3 separate regions of the Zea mays genome follow, and all the other regions are linked to region 1. The links are chromatin contacts, called in public Hi-C maps. All regions are on one chromosome and are shown on one strand. Each heading gives the region's core, a stretch centred on a gene start, on an enhancer-like site or on the middle of the called end of the contact. The rest is flanking DNA. Distances are from core to core; before and after follow the strand shown. Region 1 holds the start of LOC107326007 (Putative MAP kinase family protein). Region 2 holds the start of LOC100383857 (U-box domain-containing protein 31). Region 3 holds the start of LOC103639418 (myosin-11).

What was found. Hi-C and Micro-C count contacts between places; a contact is called where the count stands out from the background.
Region 2: a Hi-C map of endosperm shows a contact between it and region 1, with 2.0 times the contacts expected there. The contact joins the promoter of LOC100383857 here to the promoter of LOC107326007 in region 1. A contact is called at or near these places in 2 of 25 Hi-C or Micro-C datasets (ear and endosperm).
Region 3: a contact with region 1 is called in a Hi-C map of endosperm, with 2.2 times the contacts expected there. The contact joins the promoter of LOC103639418 here to the promoter of LOC107326007 in region 1. A contact is called at or near these places in 6 of 25 Hi-C or Micro-C datasets (bundle sheath, ear, endosperm and 3 more).

Annotation. Positions count from the first base shown.
Region 1 is chr9:151,727,127-151,731,134 of Zm-B73-REFERENCE-NAM-5.0, reverse strand. LOC107326007 (Putative MAP kinase family protein) reads right to left here and starts at 1,819. Exons shown (of 1, transcript NM_001320995.1): 1 at 537-1,819. The coding sequence starts at 1,691. The coding sequence ends at 696.
Region 2 is chr9:151,279,087-151,283,094 of Zm-B73-REFERENCE-NAM-5.0, reverse strand. LOC100383857 (U-box domain-containing protein 31) reads left to right here and starts at 1,804. Exons shown (of 1, transcript NM_001176487.1): 1 at 1,804-4,008. The coding sequence starts at 2,223. The coding sequence ends at 3,614.
Region 3 is chr9:151,985,346-151,989,353 of Zm-B73-REFERENCE-NAM-5.0, reverse strand. It overlaps LOC103639418 (myosin-11), which reads left to right and starts at 2,374. Exons shown (of 6, transcript XM_008662164.4): 1 at 2,374-3,484. LOC100193428 (Heat stress transcription factor A-8) reads left to right here. Exons shown (of 4, transcript NM_001138550.1): 4 at 624-901.

The DNA.
Region 1 (4,008 bases), core at 570-3,069:
CGCTTCTACCAGATGGAGTAAGGACATCAAATCTAATGTCAACCTACGGCTGTTCCTGCTGCTGTCCTTGATCATGATAGGTCGTTAGAACTAATAAGTGTCGGCACGGCCTTTTGGTTATTACACTTTTTGGTTGTACCTGTATGATTGCCTCTTTCCAAATCACTACTCACTACCCCCATCGCTATTCTTCACGTTTTGTTAGCAGTGTTATTAGCCACTGCTGACGGATTTGTTGTGGCCCAGCCGTCTCGATAGTCTCGAAGTAGATCTTGTACACGATGAAGCCGGAATGATGGTTGTTGTTGATCATTAAGGTTAATTAGTAACACTTTTACAGGTATTAGAACACAGCTAGTCTTTCCACTCAACAAAATTCTGTCCATTAACGACCTAGGGTTTTAGGGATAGCGTCCCCTCAGATTTCGATTAGGTTTGTTCATGCCAGCATCACTTCAAATGAAATGACTTGATATTTGCTTGATGAACACAGCAATCCAGACAGCAAGCAGCGTCGTTGAGGGAATTTTGGATTTCATGAACTGGTTACCTCTTGAGATTTGATATTTGCTTGATGAACTCAATGAACGAACGAATGAGGGATAAAAGGAACAAAAAGAGAAGCTACACACTTGCTGTAATTTATGCACACCCCAGCTCGTCCTAATAAATCTCCTAGTAGTGTGTCTTGTCTATTATTGGCCGCGCTGCTCCGCCTCTGCGACGAGCGCAGCGAGCGCGTGCTGTGCGCCGGCGGCGTCCGGCTCGGCGAGGAACGGGTGCTCCAGCAGCTCAGTCACCGACGCGCGCCGCCAGGCCTTCTTCTCGAGGCACCGCGCCACGAAGTCCCGGAACTCGTCCGACGCAGCGGCAGGCGGCTCCGGCGCCTCGCCGAAGCATATGGCGCACATGAGCGCGGCCCAGTCCGGGCGCTGGCCCTCGGGCAGGAGAGGGAAGTGGCCCAGGCACAGCTCCAGGATGACCACCCCGAGGCTCCACACGTCGGCGGCGTAGGGGTCGTAGTCTCCCGAGTACGCCTCCGGGTCGAACCGCTCGGGGGACATGTACGCCGCCGTGCCGACGTACGACGCGCAGGGGTCCAGCCGCCGCCGCAGCACCTTGCCCGCGCCGAAGTCGGCGATCTTCACCTCGCCGTCGGCGCCGACGAGCAGGTTCGACGGCTTGAGGTCGCGGTGCACGACGCGGAGCGCGTGGAGCGCCGCGAGCCCGAGGAGCGCCTGCCGCGCCACGGCGGCGATGGGGCGCTCCCCCATCGGCCGGCCCAGCCGGCGAAGCAGGCCCGCGAGGGAGCCCCCGGGCATGAGCTCCAGCGCCAGAGCCGCGGGCGCCTCCCCGGCGGCGGCCGACGGGATCACCGTGTGGAGGCGCACGACGTGGGGCGCGTCCGCGGCGAGCATGAGGATCTCGGCCTCGCGCGCCGCGGAGGCGTCCCCGTCCGCGAAGATCTTGAGTGCGAGCGGCTGCGAGGACCGGCGGTGCCGCGCCTTGTAGACGGTGCCGCCGTTGCCGTGGCCGAGAACGGAGAGCCTTTCGTAGTCCGAGAGGCGGGCGTCGGACGTGGAGGTGGACGGCGCGGCGGTGGGCTGAGGCTGCGGCGGCAAGCGCAGGACGAAGTGGTCGAGCGGGAGGGTAAGGTGCGGCAGCTGGCGGCGCTGGCGGACGACAGCCATTGGCTTGTTGGACTCGGAGACAGAGTTGGGTGAAGAGGGGAGGCAAAACACTGCCACGAGAAGGAGCGTCTTTATACAATGGGCGGGAGTGAGAGACGGGTGGAGTTCGGTGGCGGGTGTGCGGTTGCATCTCCGCCCGCGCCCTGCCTTTGCGGCTTTGCCCGTGGCTTATCATCTGCTACACTCTGCTGCCCCACTCCCGCAGTGTGCGCTTTGTCGCTTGTCCCCTGTTAGAACTAGAGGACGAGAAACAACAAGGGATGCAATAATTCTAGTGCACCTTTTTTTTTCTTTTGGGATTGTCCACAACTGACCATTAAAATAATTTTTAACATTCTTTCTTGATCATTTTTTTTGTAGATTTCATTATTCATCTATCACATATAATTATAATTTATTAAAAACTATATGGAAAAAACCAAATTAATATGATAAAAAAAACTCCTTACAACCTAATGGAAAAATAAGGATAAACATAAAAAAACACATAGAAGAAAAAGATTATAAACTCAGGTATCAACTTAGCGTCATGACCTTCTACTTCTCGCTTTTCAATTACCCCTATCTTGTTATAAACATCAAGTCGTACACGGACGCACGCCCTAAACGTGACAGTTTTGATCAAGTCTTGTTGTAGTGGCTGATATGTTGTAGGCATCTCTTGTTGTAGTGGCAAGAATCAAAGTCCACATTATTGGATATGATGTAGTTGGTAATCGATGTAGCATTCGGTACCATATAATACTTGCTTGTACGTTGATATTCTCAAGCATGGCTGTAGGGAATGATGGCATGTAATGAACTATTCAAGTATGAATATCGCTTATGTCATGACAATAGTATACTTCCTTGATCGCAATGTCGTACATCACATTTAATGTGAACTTCGGTATTATGGTGCCGGCTTCAGTTTTACTATAGAATCGAATCGAATTACCCAAAACGAAAGTGAACCTAGTTCTTTGTTGATCAACTATGGATATTGATGTGATGTAATGTTTGAACTCAGTAACTATGCCAAGCTATGAATCGTGATGTACTTATGTTGGACTGCTAGAAGTAGAAGTAGAACTTTGAGTACTGATATTATTGTGATCTATTGGTGCCCATTTGTTGCTAGCCTATATAGAACATAATATGTGACCGATCAGATGTTCGGGATTTTGGTTTACACCGAACTGCTCGGTTTTTTTCCCGCGACACACCGATTGGTCTGGAGTTTTTGAAAACTAGAGTTTACAAGACCAAAGAAAACCGAACCAAACTTTCGGTTTAAACCGAATACCTAGCCCTACCTAGGGTAACACAGAGTCCTAAAAGAATGGGAGTGTCTCAAAATCTAGAGAGCCCTGAAGTGGTGGGTCTTGGTCGTTCCGACGAGCACCAGAGACTCAAAGAGCACAAGAGGTCTTTAGGGCTCGAGATGAGGTCTTCCGATGTGATGCCCCCCTACCTTCTAAGATATGTCCCTAGGGCGTAGGGTCCCAGTGGTGTGCGACTGTTTTTTGTCGAGTTGTTAATAAAGTTTTGTATCGGGTTATTAAAAGACGTCTTGGCAGCATGTGAAGATATGATTTTTCGCGAACACTAGTAAAATCTAAACTCTTAGATAATATGATGGTATTCTAGATTCTAGTTATATATCTCAAACCGACAAATATAAGGGAACGCATGTAGTGTAATAATAAGATCCAGACATACCTCGTATTTTTTATCCAAAAAAAAACAGATTCTACAATCACTACATGATAGCTAGAATCTTATTGTGGGCTCGATTAGTTACTGGCAATAGCATCAGACAGGGGCGGACCCATGTTGGTCTCAGCGAGGGCACAGGCCCCGGCTTAAAATTTGTTAACTATAGTTAGTAGACAAATTTTCACCATTAGTGCCCCATCTCAAGAAAATTAGAGGCCCTCACTCATGTACATGTTGAGCTAAACTCCATATGTGGCTAGAAGTGTGTCTCGGCTTAGTTTTTTGGCTGGGTCCGCCCCTGGCATCAGAGTTTATTTACCGTACTTAACTTAGACAACATAGTGCAGTATGTTGTTTAGTTTGCCTGAATAGAAAGTTGTTTAATGTTTACATGTACATGATTGATCTCCCACGTTAGTTGTATCGTAGTATGAGACCGTACGTGTCTCGGTGTGTAGAGCGGATACAGAGGTAGGCGGCGTCCCATCTGAGCAAAGCCACGGTCTAGTAACGGAGCAATTTATTAGAAGGTGCTCGTTGCATCGAGAATTTTGTCCATTAGCCACAATTGGCTCCAAGTCATCAATCACGTGCCACATTAGCAAGGACCAAGAAGTAA
Region 2 (4,008 bases), core at 555-3,054, 450 kb after region 1:
GCGGGAAGCCGACGACGCGTCTGCGTGTGCGCTCGTCGTTGCGTTGCGTTGCGTCGCGTCGCGTCGCGTCCACCACTCGCAAGTCGCAACGCAAGCTTGCGGCGGCAAGCCCGCGCGCGTTTGACTTGCGGCGTCCGCACGCCTGTGCGCGCGTACGTAGTACTAGGAGTATACGTCAAGTACCCTCTACGGCTGGGTAGCGATGAGATCACCGTCCAGCCAGGTTTAAATTCCTGCCAGTCAGTACTGGCGGGGGGCCCGGGGCCGGGACGGGAAACGAACGCAATTTGAATGCTCAGACAGCTTGGCTTTCCTTGCCCAGTAGCGTCCGCGTCCGCGCTTCTTTTGCCTTTATGTTTTCGGACGCCTTTTTTGCTTGTTTTTTCTCTCTCTCTCTCTCTCTCTCGCATGATATACTAAGAGCATGTTTGGTTTGTGGTTAAATGTGCCACACTTTGCCTAAGGTTAGTCGTTCGAATTGAATAACTAACCTTAGGCAGAAAAGTTAGGCAAATTGTGGCAATTGAGGTAGGCAACCAAAATCTTTGCACCGGTCACGGTCTCGTCTCGGTCATGGTCGTAGCAGATCCACGTGATTAAAGAAAGAGGCTCCCCCCAACCTGGTGCCCACTGCACGTGTGGTGTCTCGCCATGTTTGATTCTTTTCTCTTCTCAAGAGTTGGGGAGGGGAATGCTCTTCCTTCCTGGGCTACCCGTCCGTCCTCCCGGGTTCCGTCAGGCAGGCTTAACGCTGACTGTCAGAACAAGCGCGGCGCAGTAGAGACCACTGAAAGCGAGATACGGGTGAATCCGCAGCAGCCAGGCGTCGTTGTTGTTAGGTTTCAAATCGCTCTGCACTGGGCTGCCTTCGAAAGGCAAAATGACCAACAGACTGAGCACGCCCCGTCCGATGCAAAGCGTAGCGTACCAAACGTGGTGGTCGCGGGCCACGGGGGTGGGGGGGTCACCAGTACCTCTGCGGCTCTGCCAACGCGGTCACGGTGACCGGGGTGATATCAGCCAGTGCACGCACGTGCTGCCCGCGTGCCGACTGCAGAGAGGAAGAGGACTACGCAGTGCGCGCCACGCCCGTCGTAGTACACAGTGCGCACGCTCTTCTGACCTTCTGGTCTTGCACTCTTGCTTCCGTCTCGGCCTCCTTGTTCACCTTCGCCCTTGTTGAAAAATAAAAAGGAAGAACTCAATCGACAAAAAAGGGAAAACGCGGCACCCGTTTCTTCGGAATGGAACCATGGAAGCAGAGGTCACATCAGGGTAAAGAATGCCATCACGCAGAAACAAAGAAATACATGCCGCCATTTTCTGCAAGATTCTACTGCATGTGGTACGCCTACATATATAATATATTGTTATTATTGTGCTCCATCGCTTTTCCTGGTCTTCGCTTCTGGGTTCTGGCATAGACCAATTTCCCGCTTCTGTCCATCCATAGAATCAGCAAAAAAAAAGAGTTTTTTTTGTATTAAAAAAACAAATAATATATGAAGGAAAAGCAATGAAAACCCAATGGAGGTGACAGAGGGTGTGCAGGGAGGCCCATCCACACGCGAAGTGTCAGTGAGTCAGCAAAGCAAGGGACCGGTCCCCACGGCCACATATCCGTCCAATTCTCTCACACTCACTTCCTCTGCCCTCGAACACACAAAAAAGAAAAAGAAAAATGGCGACACAAAATACTCCAATCTAGATATTCTCGCTCTCTCTCGTCTTCTCTCCACACCACCCACTATAGCTTTGGACTTGGATCTCAAATTCTCCCAGTTTCCCACTCCCCCTGGGTCTTCCCCATCCCCCCTCCACTCCCCCCCTGGGTTTTCCCCTTCCTTTACCCCCCATCAGATCTTCCCCCATATCTCTGTCCTGCATCACTCGCCGCCATCCACTCCCGATCCAAACCCGAGAGCTCCCACCTCCGCCGCCCTGTTCGCTCGTCCGCCTTTTCACTCCCCGTAGCTAGCTGCTGTCGCGGAGCAACCCCGCGATTCCAAGAAAAGCAACTTGGTCAAGAAAGAGTGCAAGAAAGGAGGACGGTGCTGACGATGATGGCGATAAGCCACCCCATGATTCGCCCCATCATTCCGTCGCCTCCGGGGCCTGCGCGCTAGCTGCTAGAAGGGCCTCGCCGTCCGTCGTGGTGGTGGTGGTGGTGGTGTGCGCGGGGCGGGAGGGGAGGGGAGGGGAGTCGTCACTGCGCCGCCACAATGCCACAGTACCAGGAGCTGCCCTGCGGCGGGCAGGAGCTCGATATCGACACCGCGCTCAAGGATGGCATCCTCGGGGGCGCGCTGGAGCCCGTGGGTGCGGCGGCGGGGGACGATGGCAAGCAGCCCGTGGAGCTGCGCAGGATGATGGACGAGCTGGACGCGGCGGCCGGGGACGGCGGCGGCGGCGGCGGGGACGAGGCGGTGCCGGCGGTCTTCATCTGCCCGATCTCGCTCGAGCCCATGGTGGATCCGGTGACGCTCTGCACGGGGCAGACGTACGAGCGGGCCAACATCTCGCGGTGGCTAGCCCTGGGCCACCGGACCTGCCCGACCACGATGCAGGAGCTCTGGGACGACGCGCTCACCCCAAACGCCACCCTCCGGCAGCTCATCGCCGCCTGGTTCTCCCGCCGGTACACGAGGTTTAAGAAGCGCTCCGCCGACTTCCACGGCCGCGCCGCCGACCTCGTCGGCAGCCTCCGCGGCACGGCGGTGCCCAGGCGGCAGCCCCTCAAGGGCCAGGCCCGCGTCGCGGCGCTGCGGGAGCTGCGCACCCTCGCCGCCGCCCACCAGTCCGTCACCAAGGCCATCGCCGAGGCCGGCGGCGTGGCCCTGCTCACGTCGCTGCTCGGACCCTTCACGTCCCACGCCGTGGGGGCCGAGGCCGTCGCGATACTCGTCAGCGGGGTGCTGCTTGACGCTGACACCAAGGCCGCGCTCATGCAGCCGGCGAAGGTGTCGCTCGTGGTCGACATGCTCAACGAGGGCGCCGCGGACACCAAGATCAACTGTGTCCGCCTCATCCGCATCCTCATGGTCGAGAGGGGTTTCCGGCCGGAGACGGTGGCGAGCCTCAGCCTCTTGGTCGGCGTCATGCGCCTCATCCGGGACAAGCGGCATCCGGACGGTGTGGCCGCGGGGCTCGAGCTGCTGAATTCGATCTGCGCGGTGCACAGGCCAGCGAGGTGTATGGTTGTTAGCATCGGTGCGGTGCCGCAGCTGGTGGAATTGTTGCCGGAGCTAGCGACGGAGTGTGTCGAGCCGGCTTTGGACATCTTGGATGCCCTGTCTGCGGTTCCAGAGGGGAGGATGGCTCTTAAGGATTGTCCGCGGACGATCCCCAATGCTGTCCGGTTGCTGATGAGAGTTTCAGAGGCATGCACTAGACGCGCGCTGTCGATGCTGTGGACGGTGTGTCGGATGGCTCCGGAAGAATGTGCACCTGCTGCAGTGGAGGCTGGGTTGGCGGCGAAGCTTCTGCTTGTCATCCAAAGTGGTTGTGCGCCGGAGCTGAAGCAGAAGGCGTCGGAGCTGCTCAAGCTGTGCCGCCTCAACTACACCGACACCCTCTTCATCTCCAAGTGCAAACTCACAAGGACAATTCAGTGAGAGATGCAAATGATGCTGGTCTGATCTGATTTGGTTCGATGATGCGTGGTTTGTTGATTGACCTTGCTGAGTTCAGAGTTCCAAGGAAATGGAGTTGGCAAATTGACGAATGGTAATGTGCATGTATAGATAAACTTGCAGTTTTAGCTCTAGCATCTTATCTGAAGAGATTTGGGTGGTTGAGCAGATGGCAAGACTGGTGGTTACCACAACAATTTCCGGGGAGACAAGAAGCGATGCAGCCTAATGACTGGCAAGTTAGATGGCAAGCAGGCGGGTGTACATGCAAATTGTTGAGAATTTGATCAGCTCAATAAGCACATGAGGCTGGGTGGTAAGTACAGCCAGTTTTGCCATTAGGAGTAGCTAGCATTAAGCAAAACCAGCAAACTTA
Region 3 (4,008 bases), core at 1,125-3,624, 260 kb before region 1:
TCCATATCTCTTGCATAAGCAACTCCTCTAGCATCAAAATGCATTTTGATGTATGATGTGGGTCTGTTTGATTTTTCTTTCATTGTTCCCCACCCAGAATCTACTTCTTTACGACTGCCAGCTTTGGCAGGCACGTATTTCTTTCTTTGACACTGAGTAAATGAGCTTACCTTATTGTATGATAAATAACTAAAAATGGATAAGTGATCGAGTATTTCTTGTAAGTGTGTAACGACATATAAAAAACTGGACAGGGAGGGTAAGACCATCCTCATGATATTTCATTAATAGAAGGCCGCGGCAACGGTCACAACCGAGAAACCCCCGAGCCCTATCCTGTATCCTCCCATCACTAACAGGCCGATTCAAGCTGCCTACTCTGCAAAGGCCCACCCAGGCCCGAGAGTGGCGCACAACTGAGTCGTAGCCTGAGAGCAGACGAGGAACAACGAGACGATTAAAATATGAGAACTTCCTTAGTAGTGCATTTAGTTGAAACATAAAGATGTATACCAAGTTATTTACATTCATTTTATTCACACCTCTATCTCTCATGGCCTCATTATCATCAATTGCAACTAGCAATGTGGCCCCCGTCACTGATGTGGTTTCAGTTTCTGCAGATTTGTGGTGAACAGAATCTTGAGACTGGCAGGTTAGCCACCATTGGGAACCTGAAGACCGGGATTGCTCAGAATTTACTATACTGATACTAAAAAAATACAGTAACTCATATTGGTAAGGCATAATTCGTTTTTCGTATTCGCTCGATCAAGGCAACAGGACAAGGGTTTTGTTTTTGTCCCAGGTCTCATTGTCCTAGCCACACCCATAACACAAGGTAGCATTGCTCATGTTGTATAGAATATCGTATTGGATGAATGAAGCACTTTTGAACTTTTTTTTATTTGCGTACGAGATTCCTAGGCACCGTTTGTTTTTGGTCAGAATGACTTCACGGAGCCTTCCATAGAAGACAATATTCATAACTGGGGAAAGAAAGTTAAGGCAATCTACATATACCCAAGAGTCTATACGTAACGCGAGTCGATGTCAGTGGTGGGGCGGGCACAAGGGTGACAATGGGTTCTATATTTTACGGTATAAAATTTAAGGATCGGATTAGGACAAAACTGTATTTCTATTCATTTTTAAACTAGAAATAATTTAGGGTTCTAACGAATTGTAAAGAAGTATTTGGATCACGATCCATTATTACCCTTACCCATGGCTCTCGGTGCCTAGCTCCACTCTAGACAGTTTTTTTCTTTTCGTACCAGAGTTATTTCTCGTTTCCTTTTTATGGCTTCAAGCGTGGATGTTCTACAGTGGTGTCCAATGTGAGTTGTACTCGGTGTTGATGCGAGGCCAAAAAAAGAAAAAAAAAGAAGAAGCTAAGTAAATCCCTAGCATTCTGTTTGGACGTAGATATTGAAGTCTAGAATTGGGAATTATAATTTTGCTGTTTGGCTGCGGGCGGTGGCGACTGGCGTCAAGGCGCTGGGGCTTGTTGAAGCGAAGCAGGATGTCTTGGTACTGCTCCACGGAGGCGGGGTCCATCTTGGCGCTAGCGTCGTCAGGGAGCCTGTCGGTCGTCACGCCACGCACGAACCTGCAGGCGCTAACGTTCTTGCAGTAGCCGCTGGTGTAGCAGAGGCAAAGCTCGCTGATCGTTTTCGGTTAGTGTCGCCAAGGTAGAGCTCGCTGATCGACGAGCACCTGCGGTAGCCTATGCCGTTGTCGTCGTTGGCCCAGGTGCCTTGAGGCCGTACCGGAAGAAGCAGACGTCTCCCCTTGCGCCGCTAGGGCTCCGGTACCCGGCGACGTCGAACAGGGGCAGCTGGTGCCCGGTGCCATCGTTGAGGAATGCAACCTATAGTACGACAAATTCAAACAATTTATCTGAGTATATCACATTATGGTTACTCACAACAAGAAGCCTTGTAATTGTATTTGTAACACAGATACAGCAAGCACTGCGCCAAAGGAGTAAAAAGAAAAAGAGGCAATCATACAAAATTAACTCACATTCAGGAACAGTGGTGTCCTCGTAGCGGCAAGCAAACAATGCTGCCAGAGAACTTGATGTCTTTGATCCATGTGCTGCAGGAAATCATTTTCTATTTTAATATTATGTCGAATTGTAAGAGAAACTAGGAAAAATGGTCGTGGACAGAAGTTATTTGGTTGCTGTCTAACCTATTTCTTCAGGTAGTACAGGACGGAACTGGACTTAATCTTCCTCAAGAACAAATGGGACTTCTTTTCCAGAATCACATGCCCGAAAGAATAGATATCTCAACATTTTTCATGCATGAATTTATATCTCTTGCCACATTACTCACATCATTGTAAGGTTTCTTCAATTCCCCATCCACAAGAAGAACATCCAGTGAAGATCTGCCAGTCATTGCCATCTCATTTTCGCTGTTGCCATTGCGAGAATTGGTCTGAGTCAGTACTAGCAACAAGCACATCATTCTGGTTCTTGAACACCTGCACCAGAGTTTCAGTGGATGGATGGTCGAAATCATCTTCTGACTCTGAAAAAAAAATCCCCATTTCTCGAAGATGCCTAAGTGGCCCTAACGCCATCAGCATTTTCAATGTCCTGACTGCCCTCTCTAGCACCTGGAGATGAAGATTGAGCAGGAACTAACACTTCCTCAGTAGTTTTCACCGAGTTCCTCCCTGCACTCATCATATGATTGACGTACAAAATAGATGGTGACGCATTTGTTATTGACTCTCCAAAACATTTCCTTAGAAGAGAACCTATTTCTCTCAAAGACAGAATATAAGCACAGTGAGAAGCTGCAAGTGCACATCTTCCATCTAGTGCTTCTCTAACAAGACGCTAGACGCTTCCTCTCCCGGCAGCACAACACAAGGACCTTGTTATCTTCAAGCTTAGAAGGTGCCACGCCCATTTTGAAGAGCAACAGCACTCAGAGTGTCATGGACAATACAAGGGCATGTCAATTTGAGGCCACCCACTGACGATTGCAAGTAACAATATTTGTGTGATTGGGTTTTCCACGTCTGATGCTAGCTGTAAGAGGATGGAACCAGTGAACGAACATGTAGCGCTCCAGGGTCTGACACCAAATGGTTTTATCCTGGGACAACCATTTGACGCCGCCACGTATTTATATTTTAGTCCTTGTCATCATTCATTTTTGTGCCAGCCCCCCTGGCGCCGCCACGTACTATTTTTTGCAAAAAAAATATTTAAAATATAAAAATAAAAAATGCCGTCCTCCATTCCTACCTACCAACCCGCTCCCCCTCGCCGCTCCCCAATTCAAAACCCGTATCTTTTTCTTACCGCTGCGAAAAAGGAAAGCCAGCTGTTAATCGCAATTAGCAGGCGCTAATCAAAACCCCCCGCCCGACCGTTACTTTGCCCTCACATCCATATTCCATACCACACCACACCGCAGCCCGACTTCGCCTCACCTCGCCACGCTTGGGATTCCCGCAGGTTTGCCTCCTGCTTCTTCTCTACTCCGCCGCAATGGCCTTCGGGCTCCAGGTTCTCGTTGGGTTTTAGTTCCGGGTGTAGTCGGTGCGGGTGGTTCTGGATTCCGCGTCGGGTTTTGGCTGAATTGGTGCGCTGGGTCGAGGATCGGTGGGGCGTCCTTGAATCGCCGGTGGTTCTGGGATCGAGGATCGACGGGACACGGCTCGCTAGGCGAATGTCTGGTTCTGTTTCGATTTTTTGGTTCAGTTGCCCTTCTGATTGAATTTTGCGCGGTTCGGTTCGGTGCCCTACGATCGAGGACCAAACAAGTACTGTTCGCTTTTACTTGGTGCCGGTGGCTGTGCGTGTAACATGTTCGATTGATTTCCTACTCGAGGTAGTGAGATGCTGGCGTGGAGGACATGTGCAACTTCAGTTGGGAGATGACAGCTAGTTATTTCCAATGTTATGTGGAAATTACTGAACATTTCCTTGCGATCTTTACAAAAAAAATCCTTGTAGATTTTCATTTTCTGGGATGATTT